Regions from separate parts of the Gossypium hirsutum genome. Here region 1 is linked to region 2. The links are chromatin contacts, called in public Hi-C maps. All regions are on one chromosome and are shown on one strand. Each heading gives the region's core, a stretch centred on a gene start, on an enhancer-like site or on the middle of the called end of the contact. The rest is flanking DNA. Distances are from core to core; before and after follow the strand shown.

What was found. A called contact is a pair of places that touch in the nucleus more often than the background predicts.
Region 1: a Hi-C map of leaf shows a contact between it and region 2, with 2.1 times the contacts expected there. The contact joins two enhancer-like sites. A contact is called at or near these places in 2 of 34 Hi-C or Micro-C datasets (leaf and petal).

Annotation. Positions count from the first base shown.
Region 1 is chrD04:47,757,396-47,761,554 of Gossypium_hirsutum_v2.1, forward strand. It overlaps LOC107899048 (glycerol-3-phosphate 2-O-acyltransferase 6), which reads right to left. Exons shown (of 2, transcript XM_041090733.1): 1 at 4,007-4,159; 2 at 2,415-3,462. The coding sequence ends at 2,533. Among protein-coding and RNA genes, the nearest start is that of LOC107899048, 2.7 kb to the right of the region's middle. Within about 2 kb of position 1,361, at least 3 of the 9 cell types and tissues checked have an H3K27ac peak or open chromatin away from gene starts, as enhancers often do. A contact at or near this core is called in leaf, where this site is marked.
Region 2 is chrD04:47,549,726-47,553,794 of Gossypium_hirsutum_v2.1, forward strand. LOC107899046 (sulfoquinovosyl transferase SQD2) reads right to left here. Exons shown (of 12, transcript XR_005911865.1): 12 at 3,294-3,506. Among protein-coding and RNA genes, the nearest start is that of LOC107899046, 11 kb to the right of the region's middle. Within about 2 kb of position 2,421, at least 9 of the 9 cell types and tissues checked have an H3K27ac peak or open chromatin away from gene starts, as enhancers often do. A contact at or near this core is called in leaf, where this site is marked.

The sequences.
Region 1 (4,159 bases), core at 111-2,610, 210 kb after region 2:
AAACGGCTCAAGATCTATCTTGCTTGGGTCTTATCCGATGTACTGTCAGTCTAGTCAGTCACATCTATGTGTCTATCTTCTAGGAGTCATCCGCTCCCCTAAGACAATGCATCTTCTTAACTGGACTTGATAGACGACATTTAGTCTTTTAATCAATTTACTCATTTCCGATTAGAGTAATGACATGTTTAGGTTTGTCTAATAATACAAGTTGTCTTTTCGTACTACGATCTGACCACGTAATACCACTTACTATTAGTTAAACAATTAGACAACCAACGAACAAAATTTGCTTCCATTTTGCTTTGCATGCAAAAAACGTTTAAGTACAATTATACAAAGTATATTAATGTAATCAATGGATTTGTTTTATTAACCAATTTGTTCAAAAAAATTACAAGTTTACAAACGGATATACTACACTCAAGGCACCAAATCCAACAACCCTCCCAAGATGACTACTCGGGCAATGGATGGCCTAATCTTCATTAGAAACATGAAATCGTTGGTTATCAAACATCAAGTGGGTTCAACTGCTTTATCCCATCAGAGTTAGAATGAATGACATGGTCTATCCTATCATAGATATCCTCGTCCCATCGAAGACATCACTCCCACACACTCCGTAATGATGGCTAGATGGGAAGTCTAACACGTTAGCACCATATCACATAAGATCCTTGCGTATAAATACCTCCAAAAATGATGAAGAGGGATAAATCCTTCAAGAGTACTAAGTTACATCCTGCCAACACCCTTTTAGCCCTAAACCTTCAAGTTCTCTCCATCATCACTTTTCATAACCTCCAGCTCTCCGTTGGATAGGGTGAACCGGCACTCACAACAATCACTCTACTCTGCTCTGTATCCCTCACTTGTTGTATTACTATATAAAAAAATGTCCAAATATAAATTTAAACATTTATGTTAAGTAATATCTTAATGTACTACAGGCCAAACCAGACAGCAAGATCTTCCAAAACTTGCCTGCACAGTACCAGAAATATATAACATTCAAATTGGCAACGTGGACATCAAACCCTGCCAAACATTGACGATTGCAGCAACATACGTGAAATTAAGCTTCCACACATCAATGAGGTATGGCATCATCTGCCATATAACATAGGAATTATACGCATCGAAGCAGGTAAGAGCTATACCATGCATTAACGAGGATAACAACCAACAACAATAGTCAGCATATATAATATATGGAAGCTAAAAGTTGTTTAAAGATAACATCAATCAACATGATGAATTTATCGTGAAAAATGTACCCAGTTCAAATATTGGCCTCCTTAAACGAGGCTTGCCCATTGGGCTATAATAACCCACGAAAAGTTCTATCAAATGGACCGTTTTTTCCTTTGTTGGGGGTGCTGTCTTTGCCATGGTCTCTTTTTATATTTTATTGGATGAATGGAATCTGAATCCATATCACGTTTAGGTGTCTCATGTTGACAAACTGGCCCATAAGCTTTCCCACAAGGATCCCAACTTGTCCATAGCCTAATGGTGAAGTAGTTGGATTGGATTCCACGAGTTGTATACATTGCAACCTCCAATTTTCTTTCTTTACGACCAAGTTATGGAACTTGGCAGTTTAAAGCAACCCTTTTTGCGTATCAAATGTTTTTAATAGAATATAAGGAGGATCATATCCATACACATGTCAAAAAGGATATTCTAAGACTCAACAATATACTGATCAGTAAGAAAATATCAGAGTTTTACTAAGATAACAATATAATAAATGCTCGGCCCTTACATTAAACAGACAAAATTTAAGAGGTGCTGCAATTGTGGGGCTGTCTGACACCCGACAGGGTGTTTAACATAATGCCGCATTTGAAGCAACTACAGAGTGTTGTATCAACTTCAATGCTCTTTCTTCCACAGCCAGGAGTATAAGTTGAATTGTGAGGCTGGGATGTAAGAAATCCAGCTGTTTCAGGGAAGAAAGATGGGGATCGGTCATTGGTCAATGGTCACCTTTACCAATATGGACCACTCAAATCCTAACCAGTCCACTGATTTTTCTAATACTTTATTAGATACAATTATGGTGGATTTATTGTTTCGTGAATTGCTTATGTTCTTTACTGCTTTGAAGTTAACCAAATCCAGATTGCTTGTTGGTTGTAGCCTTGGTCATATTGCTGATTTGTTAAACTCAATGGCATATATTAAGAATAAATGGGAAGATTTCCACAAAAATCACCGACACTGAGCTAATTTTAAAGAAGTTATTAATGACTGTTCATCTTTAACTTAATGATCATCATTCAATTTCCTTTCTTTTGAAACAATGGTGATATCCCAAATCCTGAAAGAATGAGAATGCAGATAGGGTCGCATATACCGGTGTCATACTGTTAGGCATTTGGCTTGACACATTCAACATTTGTATGTATCAAAACAGAAGCAAATTATACATTGCTATTCTATTTATAATTAGCATCACAATCCTTTTTTATTTGTCAAGACAGTTTTTAACATAATGGAAAACAATAGACAAAACAATATAAATTAATTTAGCTCTGGATACTGATCCTCCTTTTTATTTATCCCCTTAGCCTTTTGCTTTTCTTGTTCTTTTTCCTTCTTTGATGGAACACGACCATCTGTTCCTGCAAGCATAACATACTTGTCCTTCCTTGTCAAGTTAGTGCATTCGAACCCCAATGTTCCAGCCAGCACCCTTTGTATGTAGTTTGAAACCTCAATGGCTGGCTTTCCACCATTGCAAGTGAGCTCTGCAGGCAGCTGGTTCAAGAAGGTGATCTCATAAGTTGGCATTGGATTCATGAAAACGAAGTAAGGATCCAACAATTTGTATCCCCTAACCGTTGTTCCGTGAAAAACTGTTTGTCTTGCATTGATCGCCACCGGCACGATTCTGTCAGTGAGTTCAGCAAACAATGCGCTGAATCTCAGCAGAAACGGTTCTCGGCAGGTAGTCCCTTCGGGGCATATGACCAAGTCACCTTCTTCGAGAAGGCGCTTGATGTTAGCTGCATCTTTCTCTCTTTCCCTTGATAAAGCAACAGCTTTAATCGGGGAAATAATTTCAGTGAATTTGCTAATACTATAAGTAACACAACTAATTTTTCGGCCTAGGGCAACGGCTGTAACAACTGGGTCTAAAACTGTTCTATGGTTGCAAACAAAGAGGACTCCACTTTGGCCTTTCTTAGGTGCAGGTGGAGGGGTACCCTTAACAATCAATTTGATTCCTAGGATCATGTAATTGTACCGAGCAATTCTCTCAGGCAAAGGGATGTTGAGATAGACCCTTAGTAGGGAGAGGATGAAGCCAATAGGAAGCCATAGGAAGGTCAAGAGGGCAGCCAATGGGGTTGGTCTTTGGACCAGCCGTCCTTCATGAAATATAACAGAGCTTAGAAGCTTGGTTTTTGGTAATGGCTCGCATTTGGTTCTTGGCACCATGTATCCTTCCTGCACACACACAAAACATCAACTTAAGAGCTAGACCATGCATAATTAAAACTAGCTAGCGTCATGTATATGGGGTAGTTTGTTTTATAACAAAAACAGAGTTAAATCGATGATTAGAGTCATTAGTTTCAATATCTATGGCTACAACTACATATTGAACATCACAAGGATAGGGTTGGAGTAAAAATGGCCTGAAAATGTGAAAATTAAATTGCATGTTGTAGTTGACAATCTCAGTTTCACGAGTCATTAATCATGGTATAACGAAGTTGAAGAGATTAGTAGGGGACCATGTGGACCATTAGAAATTTAAGTTGTAACTATAAAAAGCCAGCAGCTATCTAAAGGCTGAGAAAGACATCAGGAGAAATATCAAACAAAAATTATGGAGCATAAATACTCTCACCAACCTTTTTGTAAACACAAAGTTAATAATTATGTTGGAGGAATCTGTTTTAAGAACCTATACTAATTTAGGAAACAGCTTGAAACGTTCAATTATGACGGTAAAGAAAAGGGAAGGGTTTGTTATGTGATAAAGAACCTTGCATAATGACATGAAATAGTGGTCAATTTCTCTGTCTCCCAGACCTAAATCTGGTAATTCAGTGCCAAATTCCTTCGAGATGGCAGCCCTTTTGTGTTCTCCGACAAGAACTCCTGGTTTAATGGTAAACCCAGTTGCCCTGCCTGTTTT
Region 2 (4,069 bases), core at 1,171-3,670:
TGTGATTACCTGCACCATTCCATCCACTTGCAGCATTACATTACCCCTTTTGATTTACAGCCATGCTTGAGTTGTTTCCAAGCTTCACCGTAACTTTAAAATTTTCATCAAAGCTAAGAACTCTTTCTTTCTACACATATGATTGCTAAATCCTGAATCAAGAAACCAAGTATCTTCTCTGTTAGTGATTTCTATATTCACAAAAGCCATCAATAACATCTCATCTTGAATCTCTGCATAATTCACTTCTTTACTGGAACATTCCATTGAAAATGTCCCAGCTTGTGACATCTGTAACATTCTACCATGGCTTTATCGAAACTCTACTTGCCTCATCCTCTTCCTTTAGCCATCACGACCTCTAGCCCAGCCACCAGAACGATCTCCATGAGTGATCTTCAAAGCATTTTCTTTTTCATCATGAGATCCCATATGTTGTTCATGCATAAGCAAGCTGCTTTGCAATTCATGAATGGTTAGTATACTTGTATCCCGAGACTCCTCAATACTACAAACAACGTAATTAAACTTGCTAGTCATGGATCTCAAAATCTTTTGAACAATAGTACCATCCTCCATAACCTCACCGTTAGCCTTCATCTTATTGACTATGATGAGAGTTCGAGCAAAAAACTCATTAACAGATTCCCCTACTTTCATACGAAGAATTTCAAATTCTCTGTGAAGAGCTTGCAGGTGTGCACGTTTGACTCGTGTTGTGCCTTGATATTTTTGCTTCGTGGAATCCCATATGCTCTTTGTTGTATCATTTTTAAGAATCGTCTCCAGAATTGTACGATCCAAAGCCTAAAACAAATAGTTCTTGGCTTTCAAATCTTTTAGTTTTTTATCTTCAATGCTCCTTTTCTGTGCGTCAATTGCATCTTCCGCAGCAACAGGAATGCCATTCTCCACCAATCCCCAATATTCATTGGAACGTAAAAAATTCTCCATAAGCATCGCCCAATGATCATAATGCCTATCAAACTTCGGAACTGCTAGTTGAAAAGAAATGGAGGAGAATGATTTTTTACATTGAGTAAAACTGAAAATACTGGGCTATTATATAGCCTTACATAGCAACTAAAAAAAATAGAAATAAATAAGTCACCGCTAACAACCAAATAAACTTGAACGACTAAAATATCCCAGGGATTTATTGAACAAACTTTAACCAACAAACTCTGACTAATTTCTAACTAATGATAATATAAATTATATATTATATATTATAAGCTCAATAATAAGAAATAAGAAATTCACCCTTGACAGTAATATATGTTGTATATGTAAATCCTAGATGTGAAAACAGACGTAATTCGGCCTTGAAATGAAAAAAAAAAAGGGAATATAGATAGAAAAAGGGGGAAGGGGTTGGACGTAAAGTAAAAAAAAAAATCGATATGCTAAAATAAAATACGAAATGAAATTGAAACAAGGCTAAAGAGATAGAAATAAGGAATCATAAATAGAATTCCGGTTCAAATTCCATAGATAATATGGATGGTGTTGCCTATAATAATGGACAAATGAAACACTCTTCCAAAATTTTTATTTATCCACTTCCTATTTTGAAAATAGGTTGGTTGAACTTAAAAATTCCTTCATTGAATAAGGAAACAATCCAATTGCATGCACTTGAATTGGATGGGACCAACGAAATCGAGCGCTAACCCCTATTTCTTATTGAATTAACTGATCAACTGTTGGTTAGACTTCAGATTAATGTGCAAAAGTTATATATTAGGATTATGATTCCCAAAGTACATATACATAACTTTTTTAACGCCCCATCTTTATAAAAAGAGAGATTTACTTTATCTAAAATACTTTTGCATTAATTTGGAAGATCAAAGCCACAATATTTTAAAATTTCAAGATATTGATGGATTCATATACTCTTTCGCATCTAATTTTTATTTTTGATGATCTGACACGACAGATCTCTATTTATCAAGTTTTATATCAAAATTTACAATTCTAATACTAAGTTCACGTATTGTAATTATATAGCATGAAAAGGGTGAACAAAAATAGTAAAAAGTTCTTATAGGTTTGAATATATAAATCAATTGTAAATGAAGGATAAATTTATGTAAATCATATTTATCTTTTTTAGTTAAGATAAATGAAGGGAAATTTTACAATTTTTCTACTAAATTCACTTTTAAAAAACCAAAAGCTAAAATTTTTAATTTTTTTGGGTTGAGTTTTCAAGCCAATTTGAAAAATTAGTTTTATTTGAAAAGCTACTTTTTGACTCGAAAAACTAAAGGCTAAAAATGAGCCCAGAAAAAAATACAACAAAAGAGCTAGGCTCAAATCAAGCCCAAAAAATAAAAACTCGCTTCTAACCCACCCAACCGTCGCCGTGATCTAGAGAGGGTGCGACCAGGACATTTGGGGATAAAGGCCTGAAAAAAACAACGGTATCTTAGAGCCAGCTAAAACCACGGAAAGAAGAGGAGCCATAGCCACCAGGAGCGGCATCAGTCATTCTGGGAGTCTAAAACCCATCAACAACCAATCAAACAGAAACCAAAGCGACGACGCCTTTCTATATGCGCAGCAAGGGCCTTGATGAACCATGAGAAAACAAAAGTCCCGAGGAATTACCAGACTGGAAAGAAGAAAAACATGGAGAGGACCCACAAGGCGATCGGGAACCAAACAGCCCACCATTCGAGATGTAGGAGATATCGGGCTTTTTTTATTTTAAAAAAAAACAAGATAAAAGTATCAGGCAGCTTGCGTCGACCAGCAGAGAAGGGTTTCCCTTCATTCATCACAGAGAAGGGAGTAGATAATGAGTGGGTTGAAGTTTTTAAGTATTATTGCAGGGAAACCATATATGCATTGAAATTTTAGTTCGTTAAAGTTTAGCTAAAAGTTTCATACAATGAAACAACCATTCTATTTTATTCCAATATTTTCAAATAGATCATTTCAAGCCCATAGTGTGCAACAAATTAACATATTGCTAAGGCAAAAAAATAAAACACACACACACACACACACACACCATAGAAGAGCCTCTTTGAAGCCCTGAACAAGTTCACAATCCCTATCAACATGCTAATTCCTTAAAATTCTACTGACCAAATCTATATAATATATCTAAATCACCTAAAGTTGATTGCTGGGGATGGGAAAAGGCGTTCTGTAAGCCACTGCAGAGGTCTGTTGGAACAATGGCAGCAGCAACAATGAACAACAAAGAGCATAAGCTCATGAAAAACAGGAAGTAAAACAAAACAAAAGAACAAAATGAAAATCCAAAGAGAAGCAGCAAGTAACCGAATGAGAAAAGTTCCCCATCAGCTTTCATTCCATTTCCATTTCAAAATATAAAGGAGATACAAAAGCAAGTCAGTTACCTAAACGTAACTACTCCCACCAAATTTGGCAAGTTGCCAACTAAAATAATACAAGTCAAAAGCTGAAAATAAATCAGCTATTACATCCATCATTTTCATATCTTACTAACTCTAGAAATCAAGTTACATGTCAACTTGATTGCTTTACAAAAAAAAAATCAAAATAAACAAAATGAAACAAGCAGCTCCTATTCGATTCTAAAGCTGGTCTGCTGCCGCTGGAAGTTTGTTGCATTGCAGGCCAATGCTCAACACTCCTCCTTGGACTGTAGGCAACAAACACCAATCGAATCTCGTAAGAATTCAAACCTGATTGTGCCAAGAGGCTTTGTCAAAATGTCAGCCAATTGATCTTGTGAGCTGCAATGTATAAGACACACTTCTTTGGATTGAACAATTTCTCGAACAAAGTAAAACTTGAGCTTAAAATGTTTGGTTTTGCCATGAAAAACAGGATTTTTGGAGATGGCAACTGCTGACTGGTTATCCACCATAATTTCAGTAGGCTCAAGCTGTTCTTCATTCAAATCACATAGCAACTTCCTAAGCCAAATGGCTTGATTCACTACTGCAGCTGCTGCTATGTATTCGGCTTCAGCAGTAGACTGAGCAACAGTTTGTTGCTTCTTTGAACTCCAACTGAAAACTCCCGAACCAAGTGTAAAGAAGTAGCCTGAAGTACTTCTCATATC